Linked DNA regions of Mus musculus: regions 1, 3, 4, 5 and 6 are each linked to region 2. The links are chromatin contacts, called in public Hi-C and HiChIP or PLAC-seq maps. All regions are on one chromosome and are shown on one strand. The core of a region is the stretch at or near the end of the contact, and the rest is flanking DNA. Distances in the headings are between cores, read along the strand shown. Region 1 has its middle 32 kb from the start of Gm42327. Region 2 overlaps Runx3 (runt related transcription factor 3). Region 3 has its middle 52 kb from the start of Gm42327. Region 4 has its middle 7.4 kb from the start of Gm12984. Region 5 holds the start of Rsrp1 (arginine/serine rich protein 1). Region 6 has its middle 33 kb from the start of Syf2.

Region 1 (3,271 bases), core at 199-2,698, 160 kb before region 2:
ACTCAGAAATCTGCCTTCCTCTCCTGCTCAAGTGCTGGGATTAAAGGTGTTTGCCTCCACACCCAGCTCAAGTCTCGATTCCCGAACCCATTGGTTCCCAGTCCATGACTCCTTTGTTATTCCCGTTTTGAGGTCTTAATTTATCCAGTCAACAAGTAATTATCGGGTGCCTGCCCTATGTTCAGGGCCACACAGACAGAGAGTGAGGAGTGTGGTGTGACCTGCAGGTGGTGGAAGATGGGCTCCTAGCAGAAGTGACATTTGAGGGACCCCACCACACCTTTCCCCACCCCCACACCAGCATGTGAAGAGATGAGCTCAGAGAAGTGGGGGAAGGGATGCCCCTGGCATGGGACTGAGGACTGCCCCAGAGAGATCTCTCCACAGTTCCAGGCCAACCTGGAAATAGATGAAGGCCCTGGGGGATCCCAGGGGCTCCAGAGCCCAAGGTGGCTGCTTTTCTGCCTTTTTTTGAGAGGAGGAACAGGGTAAGGCGCTAAAGAAAGCATAAATTTGGGACTATAGAGTTCCGAGTCCTGGTTTTGTCCTGGACTTGTGTGACCAAGAACCAGGCTCCTCTCCTCAGGTGGTCTGAGTTTACCAACTGAGGATGGACCACAGAACTCTGTGTGAATGACATGTGGTGAGGAAGGGAAGACACAGAGCAGGGTCACACAGAACCACCCCCTCCTCCCCGCCCTCCCCAGTTAGTAGGAGACAGTGTGGCCCAGTGCGGGGATCATGCCAGTGTGTGCTTCCTCTAGGAGGGGAAATGGAAAACTTGCAGTAAAGACTGTTGGACAGTAGGGGGCGCCAGCCGAATGACCAGCGGTCGGTTCCAGGAAGGTGGAAGTAGTTGGTCTGGAGTTGGCTTATGATGGTTGGTGGCTGCAGGAAGTCTGACTTCCGAACAGGCTTTAATGCGGACTCTTACCCAAAACTCATCTCAGTTCACTGTGTTGACCACTGTTCTTCAGCTTGGAGAACTGAGGATTGACGGTTTTTTACATTTTAATCAGCTAGTTTGTTACAAAAGTAAACTGCTTTTGCCTTGAATGTTTGTTTTGCTTGGTACACAGTGTTAAGACAAATTCTGAGGTATGGATTTGACTCCACAGCAAAGGATCCTAAGATTCATTAGTAATGTCTGTCAGGGTGAAGCCATGGAGGGCACAGCAGGCGTGTCCGGTATCTGCCACCTCTCTTTAAAGCAGTTTCATTACTGGACAGAATTGTCTATCGATGCAGAGATGCTGGGTTGATTTGGGTACGGTCTCCCTGCAAGACCATGTCAGAACAAGGAGCCTACTTGTTGATTCGTCATGGCTGTGAGCATGAAGAAGTTGCCTCTCTAGACCCTGCAAACCTGTGTTCACATTTACAGCCAGCATAGCTCACAATGAAAGAAGGACATTCAGTATAGAACCACCCAGGGTTGTTCTGTGATACTGGACAGGCTGGTGGGTATTGAGGGCAGGCTGGATCACCCCAGAACCTGGCATAGGGGCAGAGCAGCAGGCTTGGGCAGAGCTCAGGCGTGACCAAGGCTTCTGAGCTGAAGAACACTGGTGGCGTCCATGGTGTTGCACACTTGACAAGGTCCTGTTGGCTGCAGGTCTGCTCGTGGAAGAGAGTACGCTACCTGTGAGGGCACCTGGAAGGATCTGAACCAGAAGTCCCAGGTCAGGCCTTTTTGTGGGGAGCTGGGGGACAAGTGTGGCAACAGCAAAGAGCCAAGCCTCCATGAGGCCAGAGTTAGGGAGCAGGGTCAGCTAGCTCTTGTGGGCAGAGTCCCCAACAAAGGGCTCACATGTTCTGCTCTGACTAAAAATAACTGGTGCTTATTGCAGATGATCTAGGAGATGCAATGAAAGATAAAAGCTAAAGCTGCAAACAGCCCACAGACACCTCATTATACAGACAGTGTCTCTCAGCATGAGTCACATCTCAAGTCAGACACAAAGTGACATTGTGCTACAGTGTTGGCCATGAAACTCGGGGCTTTACCCATGCTAGGCAGGCCCCTATTTCCACACACGGTCTCATTGATTTGCCCAGACTGGCCTTGGATTTGCTCTGCAGCCCTTGACTTTCCAATCCCCCTGCCTCAGCTTCCTAAGTAGCTGGAACAACAGTCCTGAATCCCTGGTTAGCCTTATAGTTTTGAATTTTCCTTCCTCCAGTGGCGTTCAAGAAATGGCAGGTGACCGCTTCATGACAGGTGCTTGCTAGCATTTGTTAAAATGCAGATCTTGCCTCTACCTCCACTGACTGAGCCTCAGGACCACCCCCCCCCCCCGCCCCCACCTGAGCTGGGCCAGAGATCAGAGGGGTTTGGACAGGGAGGAGACAAAAGAATGCTCTCTGAGTTTGTCACCAACTTGGGGTTGCTGACAAAAGGGGCCACAGTTCTCTTTGTCTCCCACTTGGTAGAGGAGCTCTGGACCAGTAGGCAACGAGTAGCGCCTCTTCCTCCCTCTCCTCCTCCTCCCTCTCTTCCTTCCCTCTTCCTTCTCCTCTTCCTCTGCCTCTTCCTCTTTGTCCTCCCCCTCCTTCTATTCCTCCTCCTCCTCTTCTTCCTTCCTTCCTGGTGAGGCGTCTCTGGTGAGTTCCTGGAAAGGGCACACTCAGGCTGCATGACAGCTGTCCTCAGGCCTCTTGGGGACCTGAGAGGATGGAGGCCCCTGAGCTGCTGTCCACACCATGTTGGGCATTCACTCAGCCCACACTGGTTTTCTCTACAAACCTTTCTTGGCAACACAGAGACCAAATATGGTTTAGAAGAAATGGCAGGTCCAAGAAGGTGAAGAGTTGGGTTGGAGAGAATCAGGACTCCCCGCTGGACCCCCATCTTCATGCTTTATGAACTTCCAAAGAGGCCTTACAGCAGCCATTGTAGTAGAGAGCTGGTGGGGTGGGTGGGGCGGGGTGTGGGGTGGGGCAGGGCAGTGCTCACAGCAGCCATAGTCACAGCTGGTGAAATGGGGTAGGGTGGGGTGGGGCTCTATAGCATTTCAAAAAGAGGAGTAGGAGCTGCTTAAGTGACTCAGCAACTAGGGATGCTTGCTGCCGTCCCAGAGGACAAGTCTGATTCCCAGCACCCATGCCCGGTGGCTCACAACGCTAACTCCAGGATCTTATGCCATCCTCTGGACTCTACGTGCCCACACACAGAATTTAAAAAATTGTTTAGAAAGAGGAACAGTGGAATTCTGGGAAACCACTGACTAGCTATGAGGAGTCTTAGAGCATTCCAGATCAGACCAAAGCA
Region 2 (3,349 bases), core at 427-2,926:
GGTCGGTGGAAATAGAAAGTCACCCCTCCCCCATCGCCTCTTTCTCATCCCTGATTAACAGTGAAGTTTGAGTCTTGTCGTGAGTCCTACAGTGAGCACAGGCAGCTGGGGCTAATAAAAAAAGAAGAAGAAGAAGAAAAAGGAGAGGAGAGAAAAAAAACAAAAATGAAAGGAAAAGGGTCCTTATTTGCAAGGCTACTTTAAAGTGCTACTTGAAAGCACAGGCTAGACAGAAAGCACAAGGAACCTAGGGGGTTGATACAATGTTACTGTAATTGTGTGGGTGGGTGTCATCCTTTGTGACATTGTTACCCTGAGGTATACTCCCTGCAGTGAGCTGGTCTTCCTGAAGTGGGCCTGCTTTGCACTATAGGCTGCTTGTATGTTTGGTTTGTTGTTTTTGTTTTTTTGTTTTTTTTAATGCACAACTTGCTTGTACAGGTCAACTGTCCATCTTGGGTACTATTTAACTGTCAAACAGAGGAATCTGTGTTTGTTACAATAATATAACAGATGCCTTGAAGGACCCGCGTCAGGCTTCTGGAGTTGTGAAGGAGGGTGGGATCTCCTACTCTTGAGCAGGAGAGAGGACATTGGATGTGGTTGAGCTGGCTGTGTGGGGAGATGCCCCAGTGCTGAGGAGTCTACCACCCAGCTCCTTCAAGGTGGTTACAGAGAACCTGGAAGGCCACCTTCCTGGCTGGGCTAAGGCCCCAGAATATCAGGTGGGCCGTCAAGATTATACTAATCCTCTCTTCCTTGGTTGACTATGTTCATCGTACAGAGGCAGAAGCCACTGCATGGTCCTATCTGTCACCTGGATGCAGATTTGGGGAGGGACAGCCACCACGTTCATCTCAGCGGAGTCCTCCCTGGGGTGGGAACCCCTGTTGAGTGAAGACCTTCCCAGAGTAAGGGGGTTTTGGGGGATAGGGATCCCTCTAGAGAGCCCCTGTGAGGGAGCACCACCTCTCACCCATACTGGGGTCTGCTTGCTGGAACACTTGAAGCAGAGAAGACAGAACTGCAAATCGGTCATTTGGAGATGAGGTCCTTCTGACTAGCAAAGAGAGCTGTCATGCCTTCCATGGCTCCCTGGAGCTGGTGGTTGCCAAGCTGAGACCATAGCCTGAAAATTGGGGCTGTGGATAATGGTGTGGGGACCTAGCTTGATAATCCCCCTCTACTCAGATAATCCCCCCACCCCAAGCCTGTGCCCCTGACCAGATGGGACATACAGATTTTCCTAAGATAGATGTGGTTCTGTGGTACCCATTTCAGAGTTCTAAGATCTTTCCCTTTTGTAGGACCAGCCTAAGATCAACCGCCAACAAGAAGTTCCTGTTTTCCCAGCCTAGACCCTGGACCCTTTCCTACCCAGTAGCGCCACAGGATTCTAACCACAACTAATGCAAGACCTGTCCCCAGGTACACCCAGGGTGGGTCACCCAGCAGGACCCCTCCCTGGGTTGGAACAGGAAACTGTCTTCACAGCCCACATGCTTCTACTTGGTTTATCTGAGGGTGGACCTGTAGGTGGCCGCTACAACTGAAGAGCAAAACCCCTGACTGTATTTAACTCCTGTCACCTGCATCCCACTTGTCAAAAGGATACAGACTAAGAGATGTCCCCCGCTTAGCTGGAGGCAGCTGGAGGAAGCCATGCAGTTACCACTGAGGCCTGTAGGGGACGGAAGCACTGACTTCCAGGCAGCAGAGAGAAAGGAACGGTTGGTCCCCTCACCCCACCAAATCTCCCCCACCTTAAACCCCTTGCTTTGGAGAGGAATGTGGGCTGTTATTAGGAAGAACTCCCCAGCCTCAGGAGAGCCGCCCTTGCCCTGCCTGGAGTTTCCTCACCCAGCAGTGGCGGTGACAGTGACAGTAGCAGCTTCCTGTCTCTGCCCTGCAGAGCCACCCTCCTGGTCACATGTACCAGATGTTAGCACAGTCACACACAGACCTTGAGCTCCCAGGCCCCACCAGAAGACAGGGACCTGGAAAGAAGAGCTGAGTTCTGAGGAGAAAGCTTTGGAAGCCCTCAGGCAGGCTCCCGCACTTCCCACAATCAAAGGGTCCCACACTGCTCGCCCAGGCAGGATGCCAGTCTACTGCCAGCCCGGGAGCCTTGAGGTCTTCAGTGTCTCATTTGAGAGTCAAGGGATCCACTGCCTTGAGGATTTGTGACTGGCATAGTGGCAGATTTGAGGGAGCTCCCAGAAAGGCCCCCACCCTGTGGCAAAGCCTGCGATAGCTTTAACTCTTGTCCTGAGAAGTGCATATCCTTCCGGGCCACCAAGGGAAGAGAAGTCTGGATGGGCCGATGCTGTGGGACACGAGGACAGGGGACATGAGGACACAAGGACAGGACCTGACCCAGACCCAGATCTGCCTCCCTCTTAACCAACACCCCTCCCTGCCCAGACTGCACTCCCACAAACGGCCAGAACCCCAGCATGCCTTGGGAAGAAACAGCTCGCCCCTGCACACCACACCCCAGCCCCGAGCACTTCGGTGGCTCTGTTCAGCTCAGGGTCATAAATGAAATGAGCTGTCAAAGGAGCCGAGTGTAAGAACCCTCACTGGCAGAAACCCAGACCTCCCTCGTCCCCTCCCCATGGGACCCTTGCAGAGAGCGGGGTGAGGGCCCATGTCCCCCCAATATCCGCTTCCACACCTGTGTGGTCCAGGCCAGGGGAGTCTGGGAAGCCGGATTCCAAGCTTCCTATTTTTAGTTTGCAACTAAGAGTGGGCTGTTTGTTTTATATATTTATATCCACCACAGAGTGCCTGGCCGAGCCAGCCAGGTCTATAAAGGGATGGGCAGTCATGATGCTGTGGGTCCCCGTTCCTTGCTGTGCCGGCCTTGCTGGAACCTAAGCCTTCTCGGTGCTCTAATGCCTGCCTGCCATTGGCCACATAACCCTGCTCTGCCTCTGAGGTCAGGGGGACAGTATCTTCAAGGCTTTGGCCTCAACTCATTCCCCAAGTCCCGCCAGCAGATGAGCGAGTCACAGCAAAACATAGTCTCAAGACAGACAGGACAGCACGAGGGTTTGGAGGCGGTGGTGTGTCTTCCCCCTCAGACAAAATGGAGAGATGGGTAGATCATAGGCAGACAGGATGGCCTTCTCCATCGGGGACTCTTGTGGATAAAGGTATTGAGGGTCGGCTTGGGGTTGAGCAGAAGAGGACTGTGGTGAAGGGGAGCTGGCCTTGGTCATGGGGCACTGGGGAGCCAAGATGCGGAGTGTGGGAAAGAGAGTGGGGGGCCGCAGAGAGAAACTTGCTAGCAGGTCTCCCATTGGTCTGAGCACAGGAAGAAGCTGTGATTCAGGAAGAGCTAGAT
Region 3 (3,447 bases), core at 651-3,150, 180 kb before region 2:
GACAGCAGAAGATTTCTTGGAGCTGGTGTGGTGGCGTGCACCTAGAATTGCATCCCTCAGGAGGCTGAGGCAAGGATGTCCTACCCATTACGGGCAGCCAGGCTACGCAGTGGTTTCAACCACCCCGGCCACCACAGCACAGAACAAACATCAAAGTGGTATTTTATCTTGTGCATGAGACCACTAGACACTTTCGTAAGTCTCAGATATATTAATTGGATTTTATTAATCTAATTTTTTCAATCCCTCGAAAACTGGCGATTTTTTCTTGAGAACAATTTCATCATTACTTTCAGTTATGCAGAAAAGACTAAAATAAGAAGAAGAGGGAGTGGTAAGATGGAAGCATCCAGAAGGGTGAAGTCATGGTGACGTGGGCCCTCTTGGCTGGGTGATTCTGCAGTTTCTGAGCGTGTCACTAGGCTGAGTGAAAAGTTGGACCCCGAAGCCGTCCACACCCCACCCCTTGGAACCTGGATGTTTCCTTACACAAGAGAATTTGAAGAGGTGATTAATACCCTGTGATAGATCATTCTAGATTATCTGGGCGACTTGGGGTAATCACATGGGGTAATTCGTAGAAGGAGCGGATATGAATAAGGGGAACTGGGGGCAACCAGTGGAAGGAAGACTTGTTGGTGTTTGCTGGGTTTGAGTTTGGAGAGGTGAAGCCGTGAGTGTGAGTGGCCTCCAAAGCCAGGGAAGACGCTGGAAAGCGTCCTCCAGTAAAGGTCACGGTCCTCCTGGCAGCGTGATCTTAGCCCTGCGAGGCCGTGTTAGTTATTGTGTTTGTCTGTGTGACTCCAAGTCAAGGGAGGAGGCTTTATTTCGGCTTGTGATTTCCTGGGGCACAGACCATCGTGTCGGGGAAGGAAGGCATCACGGCAGAAACAGCCCTCAGCTGTGGTTCAGCGAGCTTGCTCACATCTAGCTGCATCAAGGTAGGTCAGGAAGTAGAGAGGGACTAGGAAGTGGCTTGGGTTATAAAGCTCAAGACCCGCCCCTCAGTGATCCACTTCCTCCAGCTAAACTCCACTTCCTGAAGGCTTCACAACCTCTTAAAGCAGTGCCGGTGGACAAAATGTTCAAACACGAGTCTATGGATATTTCCCATTCAAATCGTAACAGACTCACTTCAGATTTGGACCTCCAGAACACACGCTCCCCCCTCCCCCTCCCCCTCCCCCTCCCCCTTCCCGCCTGCCTCTCCCCTCCCCCGCCCCTTCCGTGTGTGTGTGTGTGTGTGTGTGTGTGTGTGTGTGTGTGTGTGTGTGAGAGAGAGAGAGAGAGAGAGAGAGAGAGAGACAGTAGCAAGATGGAGCTAATCCAGTGGCCTAAAACACTGCATTGTTAGAAGATATAAAAAGAAGGTTGAGGCTGGGATTAGCTCAGTCAGTAGAGTTCTTGCCTCCCATGGTGCAAAGCCAGGGCGGGTTCAATCCTCAGCATGGTGTGAACCAGGCCTGGTGGTTCTCTCCTGTGATCCCAGTAGTACTCAGAGGTGGAGGCAGGAGGATGAGAAGTTCAAGTACACCATGAGTTTGAGGTCCGTCTGGGATACACTGGACCCTGTTGAGTGAGTGAGGGGCGGCTGCAGGTGTCATTTTATATCATCCTGCAGTGTGAGTCTTGCTTCCATCAAATGCAGTTAAGGAGTCAGAGCCGCCCTCCCTTTCCCTCTATAGTGACAACAAGGAGAAAAATGATGGAGACAGATGTCCCAGGACTGTCAGATGATTCAGAAAGCACTTGCAGGCAAACGACAGCACCACAGACTTGAATTAATGAAGATGTCGAAACCAGCCACAGGAGTGGAGTCTCAGCCGGTGAGTGTTCACAGTACAACGTCCCAGATGAATTGTTCTCAGACTCGAGATTGAACGAGTAAACAAAATTTCAGGGGAAATGTGTTATTCTCGCCTGCTTAGTCACCCTGCGCCGTTCTGGGCCAAGAGCCTAGGTGTTCCGTTATTCTGGCTCATGGGTAAGCAGCAGTCTTTAAGTTTGAGTGCCAACTTGTACTTAATTGAGTTTGTAATTCAATTACCCTCAGCTCCTAAGTGGACACAGACAAAGATGGGTGTTCTTGCTAGTGGCTGGGGACGGGGGGGGGGGGGGGGACAGGGAGCTGAAACAGAAATCAGGGAATGTTGTCTGGGTTGCTGCTTGTAATTGGTGTTTGCAAGTCTAAAAATAGAACTCTTTTGCAATCTTGGAGCAGAGATGACTGCCTTTCTTCCCCAAACCAAATTACGAATCATTAGAGATTTCAGAAAATGGAGCTGGGGAGATGGCTCAGGGTTCAGGAGCAAGTGCTGCTCCTAGAAGATAGGGGTCCATTCCTAGTTCTGTGTATCACAGGTAGACATTGAGGGCTCCCAACCATCCATGACTCCAGTTCCAGGGGATCCTCTTCTGACGTCCATGGGCACTGCACACACGCGGTACACAAACATACATACAGACAAATCACCTATAGAGCTAACATAAAAATAAATTAAAAACAAAACAAAACAAAAAAACCAAACCTCTTCAGTGTTAGAACTTGGCTTTGTGAGTGTGTGAAGAAAATGAGAAACGAGAAGGTCAACTCTGGGAGATGCGCTTTGGATCCGAATCCAGATTCGCGAGCCTATGTCCGTGGTTCTGTGTGGAAACTGTTGAAAATTTAGTCGTATATAGACAGTGGTACCCATTTCAAGCATGCATACCTTTAAAACTGGAAATCTGGGTTAAAATGTTTACAATGATTCTGTTTAAGGTTGTGTAAGAAGAGCTGATGAAGTTGGCCCTCACTCCCTTTATTCTTTGTGTGGATTTATGTCCCTGTGTGCGTACATCAGGGACAGATGCTGAGTGACCTCACTAAGCTGTTTCGTGTCTCGGCGCAGGCTGATGTTGAGTGCCCCCGGAAGCTGCTCTTCACCCTGTTTGAGATACAGTCTCTCACCGAACCCTGAGCTGGCTGACTGTCTCAAGCAATAGAATTGGACATATTAATGGGAAAATGGGTAAGGTGATAGATATTATGGTAACTAATAGATTATGAAGAAGAATCAACTGAAGAGGGGAGGGGATGAGGGTGTCCTTGCGTACCCTAAGAGCTCATTACTTACCCTATGGAGAGACTCTACCAGGTACTATATGGGAGAGGCAGGTAGCTGGTTGGTCCCCAGGGTTCTGCTTCAAGGCTGTGCACTCTTCAAAGAGAGGTGCTGTTCATTTGCAAAACAGCTCCTGGTGCAGCACAAAACCTGGCAGAGCTTTGGTGACCCCCAGAGCAGGGACCCTGTATTTAGGGCTGCGTGTCACCAGTGCCCTGACAGAAGCTCAGCGTCCACCTACTGGTTGCAGTGCTTTGGATTAAACCCACACAGCTCCAGAATACGCAGGTAGCTGTGTAAAGAAGCAGAGCCCCCAAGGCCTTCTCTTTCTGCAGCTGACACC
Region 4 (3,461 bases), core at 779-3,278, 130 kb after region 2:
TTTTTTTTTTTTTTTTTTTTTTTTTGGTTTTTTCGAGACAGGGTTTCTCTGAATAGCCCTGGCTGTCCTGGAGCTCACTTTGTAGACCAGGCTGGCCTCGAACTCAGAAATCCGCTTGCCTCTGCCTCCTGAGTGCTTGTAGGGCGCTTTTTTGTTTGTTTGCTTGTTTTTCGAGACAGGCTTTCTCTGTGTAGCCCTGGCTGTCCTGGAGCTCACTTTGTAGACCAGTCTGGCCTCAAACTCAGAGATCTGCCTGCCTCTGCTCCCAAGTGTAGGGCGCTTTTTAAAAACACATGCTCAACCCTGGGCTCAAGCCCTCCCAATACAAAACCAAGAGAAAAAAAAAAAAAAAAGACTCTCGTGTAAATTCCCCAAATGAAAGGTGAAGATCAGCAGCCCTAGGTGCTGAGATGAGACGGACAAGCAACCTGTGCCCTCGGCTTCCTCCCTGAGCCCATGAACCTGATCCCAGTGAACAGACTTAGAAATCCCGTAGGAGCCTTTGACAGAGGGACCTAGGGACTCAGTGGAGCAGAGCGGAGCAGAAGTGGGGGTCCTGCTATGAGCGATCAGAGCTCTTGGTGACTGGCACTGGAGATGACCCAGGAGCACACCCACCGTAGTCGATGCTAAGCCTTCAGTGGAACCTGGAGGGAACCCAAGGGGAGCACTGTCCCGCACAGTCCTCAAAGGGTTCTCAGACAGTGATAGAGTCAAGACTGGGGAAACATAGCCACTCCCAGAGTATCACACCCCTGGGACTGAGCCCTGCCATCCACCAACAGAGGGGGGGTGTAGGGTACACTTCTGCACCAGCCGAGAAGGACTCAGGACGCTTCGTGACCCTGTGGTGAGGCTCTGCATCAGAAACACAGTATGCGGAGTCCTTGGGCTACGGTTTTCTGTAGTCCAGGAATGAAGCTGCTGCCCAGAGAAGGGACTCCCAACCCCAGCGGGAGAGCTGGGCAGCCATCTGATCCACTGCAGCTGTGGGGAGGGTGGATTCAGTGCAGGGCAGGACCATGGCAGAGAGGCTGCCAGTGGGAGGGGCTTTCCCAGACAGCCTTCTGTATGGCTGATGCCAAGGCTAGGGTCAGATGATGACAGATTTCCTGCTGAGCCCTCTGAAATGTTTGGAACTCGGCAATGACAGTCCAGAAGTTTCTGTTTCCCTGGAAGGCTCTGAAAGGAGAGTTCTAGATAAAGACTCCCGGTTTTGTTTTTGTCCTCTTACCCTGCCTGAACTATCCTGGCACCTCCACTGGGGTGGAACAATGGCTCTGAGACACTTGGCCACTTCCTGTCTCGCATCAGCATTTATTTAAGAAGCCCACTTCTTGGGTTTCGCAGAGGCACACTCTTCTCCGAGACCCACTGAAAAGCCATCTCTAGCTTTCAGTTCAACGCAAAGCATCGCTTCATTCTACAGACGAGGAAACTGAGGCCTGGAGAAGGTCAACTCAGCCTCCCCGTCCTTGCCACACCCTTCAGCTTCCAAGAATGCCTCAAGAGGGAGTGTTAGGTGACAGGAAACAGAAACACAGAAACGCTAGCTTTGAGGCACTAAAGCTGGGCCTGCCTCCCCCTCTCCTGCTTGCTTTGGCTAGAGTTGTCCCTTCCCCTCGGGACTTCAGTTGCCTTATCTTGTAAACGCAGATAATTATAGCAACCGCTCTCCAGGGTTGACGTGTAAATGAGAAGAGCTGGTCATCTGTCGCGAGCTCGGTGCACTGTAAGCTGAAGACACTGAGCAAAATGAACAGCCCTGTTTAGTCATGGTGACAACTCGAATGTGCAATACCCCCACCCAGAGACCCATGCATTGTACACTCCAGCTTGTGGGAGGTTGGGAAACCTTCGGGGCATTATACACATAGGTCACTGTTTGGTAGTGCTTCCGATCCACCAAGATACAAACAAGCCACTGTCCTAGCTTTTCATCCAGGTATGTCCAACCCTTCCTCTGTGGTGGAGCAAAGGTCGCTGTGGTGACCAGCTGACCCCTTATCCCTGTAGTCATAGCAATGACATCAGCAGACACACTCAGAGACAACCAGGTGTGTGGCAAGGATCCTGGACCCGCCGCTCTTCACTCTGAGAGAGGTGGAGAGGTCACGAGGACTCATTCGCTCCCCTCTGCCTCCCTTGAGGTCACAGAAGGAAGGGAAACTGAAAGCAGAACTCTATGATGCGATTCTCGTGAAGCCATCCCTCAGAGATGTGGGACTTTTGGGTGACACAGCTTTCTGAGTCGCCCACGCCTGTGAGTTTCCCTGCACAATGCTTCCATCAGGAAGTCTGAACCAAGCTGGACTCTGGGTGAGACTTTCTTTTTTTCATTTTGGGGTGTGTGTGTGTGTGCTCAAGAATGCATGCACATACTTCTTTTGTTTTTCAAGACAGGGTTTCTCTGTGTAGCCCTGGCTGTTTTGGAACTCTGTAGACTAGGTTGGCCTTGAAACTCTCAGAGATCCACTTGTCTCTGCCTCCTGAGTGTTGAGATTAAAGGCATGCGCCACCTTGTCTAGCTGCGTCTCTTTTTTCAATGCCTCATCAGTGGCCTGCCTTGTCCTAAGAAAAGCAACACAGCGGCTACACCGGGACCTCCTGCCGCCTCTGGTTGAGCCACTGTGGCAGCCACGTCTTCACCACAGTGACAGATAAGCCCTTGTCAATGTCTCTCCCTGAGTCCGTTCTGCCACCCGTTTTGTCATAGTAAAGGATACAGTCACAGGTCTTGACAGCGAGTCCCTCGTGTGACCTGTAGCACCCAGATATTGCATAGCCCCGTTTTCCATCAGCACCTGGCCCTGTGTCCTCACTGGCTTCCGGGAGAATGCGTCAGTGATGGTGGTTCCTCAAATGTCCTATCATTTGTCAGAAGTGAGTCCGTAGCATTATCAGACATACCAACTCAGCCTGTACATCCATAAGGGGCACCCAGAGCCCCAGAGAGAGATAAGGGCTTGCCCAAGCTCACCAGCAAGGGCTGACGGGAACAGGTCCCAAGCTCTACCCACATGGACACATAGCTCCTCCACCTTCTTCCTGAAAGGAGACTGGCCCAGGTGAATGTTTAAAGGCTACATCCAGGATGGGAGATTCATGCCTGAGTCAGTCAGTCCCCTAGGAAGGCCCAATGTTCTGAGTCCTCAGTCCACAGAACTGTGAATTTCACAGAGGCAGAGAGGCCATGGATCAGTGGACTTTGCCTAGTTGTATGATAAAATACCAGTGTTTGCCAAGGGTCTGTCTTTATGAGCCTGGGTTCAGCTCTCAGGATTGCACTTGACAGGTACAGGTTGTAGTGGTTTGCATGAAAATGACCCCCAGGTAGGCTCCAGTGTTTGAATTCTTGATGCTTAACTGGTGGAACTGATTGGGAAGGATTAGGAGGTGTGTCCTTGGTAGAGGATGTGTCCACCAGGAGTGGGCTTGGAGGTTTCAAAAGATGCATGCCA
Region 5 (3,740 bases), core at 98-2,597, 260 kb before region 2:
AACAGTCGGCGCTCTCAACCACTGAGCTATCTCACCAGTCCCACAAGCATTCTTTATTGCTGAGCCATCCTGGTGGCCACAGTAAGGTTTTTATTTCTTCACTTTCGCTGTATATTGGGGAAGGAGGAGGAAGGAGGCACGAACAAAGAGTCCTTATTTCTGTCATCTCCCTCTAAAATCCAGAGCTTCTGTAAAACCCTGCCTAATTTCTAAGAACACCATCTCCCAATATTGAAATAGCTATTTCGTTCAGTGCTGTTCACTTACCCACAGTTTTCAAGGTCAGATATGCCTCATGACATTGAGTGTTTGGAATTTGCCCTGGAAATAAGATTAAATGTCCTGTCCTAATCACACTTGTCTTAGAACAGACCTATCGGGCTCAGGAAATGGCTTACTATTAAGAGCACTTGCTGCATTGCCTAGCACAAAGTCTGGGTTCCCAACACCCCCATACTTGGTGGCCCACAATGGCTCTGTCTTCGGTGGCATCCTGTACACACAAATTACTCTCTCTCTCTCTCTCTCACACACACACACACACACACACACACACACACACACACAATCAAGGATCACTGTTGCTCCTCAAAGGTCAACTGTGGTCGTTGGAATTCCTGTCTCGACCTCAAATTACCTTAATTAGCTCAAACAAGGCCGTTAAAGCAGCCTTTCTAAATTAAAACTATATCTTCGGGGTCCAGGGATACCCCTCCCAATCTCCACCATAGGAGGAGCCAAGAAGGGAAGCTGGGCAGCGGCTGGGGGAGGGAGGGGACGACACATGACCCGGGGACGACCGAGGCACGGGAACCGACTTGTCCTCTGTGTCCTTGATCCAGCTTTTGAGCCGGCTAAATTCTTTGCTACCCTCTCCTTTTCCCGAATTTCAAAATCGAAAGCAGGAAAGGAAGCCAAACTAAACCAAACCAAACCAAACAAAGAAAAACAAAGTTGGGCGTGGTGGCGCAGACCCCCTAGCTGAGAAGCAGAGACATGGGGATTGCCGCGAGTTCGAGGCGTGACAGGGGTACACAGCTAGCTCCTGTCTCAAAAAAAAACTCAAGATCCAAAAGCAGCCAAGGACCCCACAAACAAACAAACAAAAAACCCTGAAGTAAACAAATCCTCAAAATACCCGGATGTAGAAGGCGGGCGGGAGTGGGGGATGGGGAGGAGGCGCGGCCGTTGGTGGAGTGACAACTGACGCGCATGCGTGTCTCCAAGGCGCAGCCAACATCGCTTGGCGATTGGACGAGAGTGGGACCCGCCCTTTCGCACGGATGTCTGTGCGCATGCTCGGCGCCAGCTTCCAGTATTTTCGATGCTGACGTCGCCACTAAGCTCAGTCCCAGTCTGGACTTTGGCAGTGGAGGTTCCTGTGCTCTCCGGTCGCTGGAATCGGGAACCTCGCCCGCTTCGGTTCCTGGTCGCAGAGAAAGGTGCCCGCTTGGCCTCTCTCGCCCTCGCGAGCTCTTCATCCGTTTAAGGTGAGTGGGGCCGCTTGGTCAGGGACCGGTTCGCCCTGGGGTGTCGCGCACGCGCACTGGGCACTGCGCGCCCCACCTGGATGATAGACTCTTGACTTTCTCTGTAGTTCCTAGACGCCGTTGCGTTTGCGGACCGATCTCCGTTTTCAGAAGGGAGCCATGTCCTCGGCCGCCATGTCTAAATACGTGAACGACATGTGGCCCGGCTCTCCGCAGGAGAAAGCCTCGCCGTCCACCTCGGGCTCGGGCCGCTCCAGCCGCCTGTCGTCGCGCTCCCGCAGCCGCTCTTCGTCCCGCAGCTCCCGACGCGACTCCCGCAGCTCTAGCCGCTCGTCCTCGCGCAGCCACAGCCGGCCGCGGAGGAGCAGACGGTCCCGATCCCGGTCCCGCAGGCGCCACCAGCGCAAGTACAGGCGCTACTCACGCTCGTACTCACGCAGCCGGTCGCGCTCCCGCAGCCACCGCTATCACCGCGACAGCCGTTACGAGCGGCCGCGGAGGTACTACAAGTCGCCGTCGCCCTACCGCTCCCGGAGCAGGTCGCGCTCCCGCGGGAGGTCGCAGCACCGGTGGTCGTACTACGCGATCACTAGAGGGCGGCGCTACTACGGCTTCGGCCGGACGGTGTACCCCGAGGATCGCCCCAGGTGGAGGGAAAGATCCAGAACCAGGTCGCGCAGCAGGAGTAGAACCCCATTTCGCCTGAGTGAGAAAGGTGCGTTTTATCAGGTTGAGGTTTGTGCCCTTGGTGGGGGTGGTGTTGGGGATTGAGTTCTGGACGCTTATCACCGAGCCACCTCCCCAGCTCCTCCCCGCGTTTAACTTCCTCAGCGCGCTGTGAGTCAGCCAGGGAGTCATGTGGTTGAGCAGTTTAGCTGGGATTTCGTAAGATTAGGCCCAGGACATCTTAACATCTAGGCCTGCGTTTGTTTTGGTGCTGGAAGTCTTTTGAGATTTCTTGAAGTGAGAGAGAGTTTTTTGTTTAGTTAGTAGTTAGGTAGAATATAGTTTCTCACGTATTTCCTTTCACCTTGTGAGTAAAGTCCATGCCGGATGTGACCGGTGCAGTAACCTGAACTAAAGTCCATTTATGGCTGTGGTGGTCAAGAGAGAGGAGGCTCACTCTTTCCTACTAGCTGGGTGAAGTCAAAACACATTTTTTTTTTTCATGATTTACTCAAAAATGGGTTTTGACTGGCCTTTCTGTTAAGTAACATGGCAATTTGATGTTACAAAGTAGGTAAGTTTGAGCTTGTGTGCAGACTCTGTATCAAGATTAGTAGTCTAGATAACTGTGCTATAAAGTTTATCAAACACTTCAGTTTACAGAAATAAACATTTAAAGAAAAGGCAAAATAGGGCTGTTTGTCAGAACAAAACTAACTTGTTGAGGTAATTAAGGAAAGTTGGGTTTTTTTCCTCACTATAAAGGGATTTTTTTTAGAATTGCTTTACATATAAAGAGAAAAACATTGTTTTAGGAGAGGTACTTAGTAGAGGATAACGAATGTCTTAATGCCCTTAGATCGAATGGAGCTACTAGAAATAGCAAAAGCCAACGCAGCAAAAGCTCTGGGAACAGCCAACTTCGACTTGCCAGCAAGTCTCCGAGCCAAGGAGGCAAGCCAGGGGACAGCTGTTTCCAGCAGTGGGCCAAAGGTGGAGGTAAGTGCCTTCAGGAAGCTGCTGCCAGCATTTATTACCCTTTGCCAGTGAACACAACCCTCCTGGGGTTCTTTATATCATTTGTCCAGAACAAAACCTTAATCTGACAAGTATCAGCCTGTCTCACAGGAAACTGGGAGACGATGGACTACTTTCGTGTCGACACTTGGACACTTGGTTTGCTCTTTACACTACAGTAAAAACAGTACATTGTTGGTAATACTTTCTCTCCCTCTAGTCTCTAGAGACTGGAGTGTTGTCAGTAGTTTTCATGTACACCATTATGTTCCCAAGTCTGTGCTCAGCATACAGTATAGTTTATCTGCTTTATTTCTGTCTTATAGAAATCATGAATGTGGTCTCCAGACAGTGATGAAGAAAATCTGTTGGTAATTGATGATGGGTTCAAGTGTCAGAGTTTATGTTTACAGACTAAAGCTTAGCCATTGTTGAAGGGAGTTGGTGTGCATGCTAGAGTTTTGGGCTAGGGACTGTTTGTGTAAGGCAGTGACAGCTCAGCAGCCTAGAGGCACTGTCATGGTGGGCATCTGTGATCTAGACGTCCTTCACATGATATATGCAATA
Region 6 (3,716 bases), core at 571-3,070, 220 kb before region 2:
AGGGCAAGTTAGACCTAGAAGATTTGTATGAAGAGCAGTCAGACCTTGCCTCAAAATAAAAAGCCAAAACAGGGCTGTTGAGACAGCTCAGTGGGCAAAGGCTTGGTGCCAGCCCAGAACTCACATGGTAGAAGGGAGGAATCAACTCCTGAAAGTTGTCCTTTGGCCCCCACGTGTGTACCATGGTATTTAGGTGACCTCCAAATAAACAAATGCAAAAATATTAAAACTAACTGTGGGGCTGGCGAGATGGCTCAGTGGTTAAGAGCGCCGACTGCTCTTCCGAAGGTCCTGAGTTTAAATCCCAGCAACCACATGGTAGCTCACAACCATCCGTAGATCTGATGCCCTCTTCTGGTGTGTCTGAAGTCAGCTACAGTGTACTTACATATAATAAATAAATAAATAAATAAATACATCTTTAGAATGCATCTCTTAAAAAAAAAACCAACTAACTAACTGTGTATTTAAAGTGTATAACCAGCTCCTGCATACACCTACTGAACCATCACTGTGGTCTGAAATGGTGTGCAAAAAAATAACTCTCACTCCTAAAAGGCTTTCTGTGCCATTTGTACTCCCTCTCTTCCACCACAGGCTGCCACTGCTTTTTTTCTTTCTAGCATCCCAGATGAGGGTGGGTGTTCTGGGACTTCGTGTGAACGGAGTCTGTAGTTTGTCATCTCCTGTCACTGTCTTTCACTTAACACGATGTTTTTAAGGCTCCCCTGTACTGTTAACAGATCATGGTCTATTTCTTTTTATTACTGAATAATATTCCTTGGAGGGAAAAACCACACACACTGTTTTCCGTTCACCTGCTGAAACTCATTTGAGTGACTTTGAGGATTTGGCTGTTGGGAGTAAAACAGCTACACGTATTTGGGCACGAGTCTTTTTCATATAAAGATTTTATTTAACTTTATCTTGAGACAGGGCTGGCCTTGAATGCCTAGAGGTCTATCAGCCCCTGCCTCTCCAGTGCTGGGATTAAGGGTGTGTGCCATCGTGCTTGGCCCTAAAGATTTTCTTTTCAATTATGTATATTTGTGCCTGGGTAGGTACATGTGGGTGCAGGTTCTGTTGAAGGCCAAAAAGGGGCGACAGATCCCCTAGATTTGGAGTGACAGGCGGTTGTGACAAACCTGGCTTGGGATCCCGGCTGGGAATAGAACTCAGTTCCTCCAGTGAGCTAGCTCTCCATCCCTGACAGTGTGGTGGAGTGCCTAGGGCAGAGCAGCGTACTTTCTTGCTCAAGGAGCATTCAGAGGCCTCCTCTCAGTGCTTTGGAGCTTTCTGGCCACGGGCAGCTGTGGGACTGTTCTCGAAGAGCCTCTGTGGGTGCGGGGAGGGGGCAGTTAGAGTGCACTCCGTGAGGGGGTCCAGGGAGAGTCACAACAGGGTGGGAGGATCCAGTGGGCGGGCAGTGTGCTGTATCAGTAGGCTTCTGTCCCACGAAGCCTGCAAATTGGAGCCAGGAGCCTGCAGATGGCGCTGCTGAGCGCCCAGCTAAGAACAGCGGAGCAGAGGTAGAGGTCTCTGGGGACCTTGGCACTGCTGCTTCAGAGGATCATGGCTTCCCAGTCAGCGTGTCCCACCTCAACTTCCTGGGTAGCTCCTCGGTTCTGAGCTTGGCGACTGAGGTGGAGGGTAGGCGAGGAAGTCACCATGGCGTGCAGACTGAGGAACAGAAATGATTTACATCTGCAAAATGAAAGAGCCCAGCTTTTCGTGTGTTCTTGGGGACTTGGGAGAACGCTCATCTTGCCCCAACCCTGCCAGCTGTAAATCAAGGTTCGCTGCTGGCTCAGCATCTGTGTGGACTCAGAACCCAGTAGCGCATCTTCCTGGCACAGGACATACATGGGCGCTGTCAGCAAACAGGAACCAGCTAATAAATGTCTCCAGAGGTGGACTGAGGGGCGGGGCTATGTGAAAATTCTCCCCCCCCCCCCACATCAGGTCCAAATTCAAGGTCAAGTTCTCAGTTGTAGGTAATGAATTGCTGGAAGCTTCCTCCTCCCCCTCCCCCTCCTCCTCCCCCTTCCCTTCCTCTTCCTCCTCCTCCTTTCTTCTTCTTCCTCCTCCTCTTCCTCCTCCTCCTCTTCCTCCCCCTCCTCCTCTTCCTCCTCCTCCTCCTCCCCCTTCCCCCTTCTTCTTCTTCTTCTTCTTCTTCTTCTTCTTATTATTATTATTATTATTATTATTATTAAAGTTTTTGAAACAGGGTTTTTCTATGTAGCCCAGACTGACCTAGAACTCTTTGTGTAGACCAGGATGGCCTCACACAAACTCACAGAGATCTGCCTCCTGAGTGCTGGGTTTAAAGGTGTGAGCCACCTCATCCAGCTTGAAGCTTCTTTTTGCCACATGATATATGTGGGAGAGACCTGGGGCCTGGATGGAGGCAAAGGAGAAGCAGGCCTAGAGACCCTGGGAAGGGGGTTGAGGATGGGATGATGGTCAGGAGAGCGAGCCTGGGAGAGTTTGGCAGAGCTCTTTGCGAGGGTTGAACCCAGCCGGACAGCCTGCGATTCTGGGATGGAGGGGCATTTTAGTTTGAGGACTGGGTGAGTCTATTCAGATGACTGGGAGCCAGAAAGGCAAACCATCTGGAGACCCATCCCAATGGGTGAGGGAGTCCCTGGCTTCCTTCCTTTCCCAGTGATAACAAGGAGGTTGTAGTTTATGGAGCTGGCTCTCGTCTTCATTCACCATGTTGGTTTTCGGGACTCATTCAGGGAGCTTGGCAGCAAGCTCCTTTATCTGGTGAGTCATTTTGCTGGCCCTGAGCTAGAGCCTCTATTCAGACTTACTCGGTCGTCTCAGTTTCTTTTTAGGGTTCCTCACCTGTTGGATAGTCTCCATGGAGTACATTTGTCACATGTGCACATAGGCCTCTACATTTTCCCCATCGGTGTGTGCAGGTGTGTGTGTGTGTGTGTGTGTGTGTGTGTGTGTGTGCAGCCTGTTGGCCAGCTATAACAAAGCTTAGATGACTTGGCCTCTTAAAACCCACAGACCTTGGGCAGAACAAGGATGGGACTGTGGGGTGACCAGGAGAGCTACCTACATCCCTAGGTCTTCAAATTTGGGTATTTGAATAGAATTCTTGCACCAGCCATGGGGGAAGATGGGATTATCATCATCTCTGTTTTGCTTAGGAGGAAACTGAGGCACAGATAACCTGTAAATGATTGTCTAGGCCAGGCCTGATCGCCTGCCCAGAGAACTACATTGACAGCTCTTGCTCCTTGGAAGTGGCTGTGGTGTCGAGGAAAGTGAGGCTCAGAATATCAGCAGAGATTGGCGTTCTGGCTCCTGTAGGAGTCCATTTATCTTCCTCCTGTCACCGGCTCCTGAGATAGCTATTTTTCTGCCTTCCGGAAATGTGTGGAAGGCTTAAGGGCCTGTTCCTCCTGCCAGCGAGCGCGGTTTGCAGAGAGGCAACAGCCAACTGCCACTTCGCAAAGATGGCTGCGTGGATCTCACTGGAGCTTAAACATGTATTGTGTTACCCTCTGCCTCTCCACGACTCACACCACTCTACAGTTGGCCTGTCATCGTGCCTCCTAAAGTTCACACTTAGCCACCCAGCCCAGTGACAAGCCAGCTTTCCTCAGCAACAAAGCTACTTCACAACATCACCTCCCCGCTGCTGCCCCTGGGGAATCTATGTTGTTTCCCTAAGGGGCAATGTCCTGATCCTCCAGGGT

Evidence for each region. Hi-C and Micro-C count contacts between places; a contact is called where the count stands out from the background. HiChIP or PLAC-seq counts read pairs in DNA pulled down with a chosen protein or histone mark.
Region 1: a Hi-C map of bone marrow-derived macrophages shows a contact between it and region 2, with 50 read pairs. The contact joins two enhancer-like sites. A contact is called at or near these places in 2 of 15 datasets of contacts at CTCF or cohesin (both in embryonic stem cells), 1 of 484 Hi-C or Micro-C datasets (bone marrow-derived macrophages), 11 of 115 datasets of contacts at active chromatin or transcription factors (craniofacial prominence, embryonic hindbrain, embryonic limb bud and 4 more) and 1 of 9 other capture datasets (embryonic stem cells).
Region 3: a contact with region 2 is called in a Hi-C map of bone marrow-derived macrophages, with 39 read pairs. The contact joins two enhancer-like sites. A contact is called at or near these places in 1 of 15 datasets of contacts at CTCF or cohesin (the NIH/3T3 cell line), 3 of 484 Hi-C or Micro-C datasets (bone marrow-derived macrophages and embryonic stem cells), 12 of 115 datasets of contacts at active chromatin or transcription factors (the NIH/3T3 cell line, bone marrow-derived macrophages, craniofacial prominence and 7 more) and 1 of 9 other capture datasets (embryonic stem cells).
Region 4: a contact with region 2 is called in an H3K27ac HiChIP or PLAC-seq map of microglia, with 5 times the contacts expected there. The contact joins two enhancer-like sites. A contact is called at or near these places in 2 of 484 Hi-C or Micro-C datasets (LSK cells and nephron progenitors), 6 of 115 datasets of contacts at active chromatin or transcription factors (bone marrow-derived dendritic cells, embryonic stem cells, epiblast stem cells and 3 more) and 2 of 9 other capture datasets (adipose tissue and liver).
Region 5: an H3K4me3 HiChIP or PLAC-seq map of bone marrow-derived macrophages shows a contact between it and region 2, with 4 times the contacts expected there. The contact joins the promoter of Rsrp1 here to the enhancer-like site in region 2. A contact is called at or near these places in 13 of 39 promoter capture datasets (the 3T3-L1 cell line, the HPC-7 cell line, HPC-7-derived erythroid cells and 8 more), 2 of 484 Hi-C or Micro-C datasets (bone marrow-derived macrophages and embryonic fibroblasts), 26 of 115 datasets of contacts at active chromatin or transcription factors (the 230-238 cell line, the SCID.adh cell line, bone marrow-derived macrophages and 19 more) and 2 of 9 other capture datasets (adipose tissue and liver).
Region 6: a Hi-C map of bone marrow-derived macrophages shows a contact between it and region 2, with 41 read pairs. The contact joins two enhancer-like sites. A contact is called at or near these places in 6 of 484 Hi-C or Micro-C datasets (bone marrow-derived macrophages, cortical neurons, embryonic fibroblasts and 3 more), 18 of 115 datasets of contacts at active chromatin or transcription factors (the HPC-7 cell line, craniofacial prominence, embryonic basal ganglia and 9 more) and 1 of 9 other capture datasets (embryonic stem cells).

Annotation. Positions count from the first base shown.
Region 1 is chr4:135,017,438-135,020,708 of GRCm38.p6, forward strand. No RefSeq gene overlaps it. Among named protein-coding and RNA genes, the nearest start is that of Gm42327, 32 kb to the right of the region's middle. Within about 2 kb of position 1,449, at least 45 of the 459 cell types and tissues checked have an H3K27ac peak or open chromatin away from gene starts, as enhancers often do. A contact at or near this core is called in bone marrow-derived macrophages, where this site is marked.
Region 2 is chr4:135,177,460-135,180,808 of GRCm38.p6, forward strand. It overlaps Runx3 (runt related transcription factor 3), which reads left to right. Exons shown (of 5, transcript NM_001369050.1): 5 at 1-528. Among named protein-coding and RNA genes, the nearest start is that of Runx3, 27 kb to the left of the region's middle. Within about 2 kb of position 1,677, at least 91 of the 459 cell types and tissues checked have an H3K27ac peak or open chromatin away from gene starts, as enhancers often do. A contact at or near this core is called in the HPC-7 cell line, the SCID.adh cell line, adipose tissue and 4 more, where this site is marked.
Region 3 is chr4:134,997,256-135,000,702 of GRCm38.p6, forward strand. No RefSeq gene overlaps it. Among named protein-coding and RNA genes, the nearest start is that of Gm42327, 52 kb to the right of the region's middle. Within about 2 kb of position 1,901, at least 70 of the 459 cell types and tissues checked have an H3K27ac peak or open chromatin away from gene starts, as enhancers often do. A contact at or near this core is called in bone marrow-derived macrophages, where this site is marked.
Region 4 is chr4:135,311,818-135,315,278 of GRCm38.p6, forward strand. No RefSeq gene overlaps it. Among named protein-coding and RNA genes, the nearest start is that of Gm12984, 7.4 kb to the left of the region's middle. Within about 2 kb of position 2,029, at least 282 of the 459 cell types and tissues checked have an H3K27ac peak or open chromatin away from gene starts, as enhancers often do. A contact at or near this core is called in adipose tissue, where this site is marked.
Region 5 is chr4:134,922,278-134,926,017 of GRCm38.p6, forward strand. Rsrp1 (arginine/serine rich protein 1) reads left to right here and starts at 1,348. Exons shown (of 5, transcript NM_023665.3): 1 at 1,348-1,490; 2 at 1,598-2,205; 3 at 3,016-3,155. The coding sequence starts at 1,650.
Region 6 is chr4:134,961,716-134,965,431 of GRCm38.p6, forward strand. No RefSeq gene overlaps it. Among named protein-coding and RNA genes, the nearest start is that of Syf2, 33 kb to the left of the region's middle. Within about 2 kb of position 1,821, at least 32 of the 459 cell types and tissues checked have an H3K27ac peak or open chromatin away from gene starts, as enhancers often do. A contact at or near this core is called in bone marrow-derived macrophages, where this site is marked.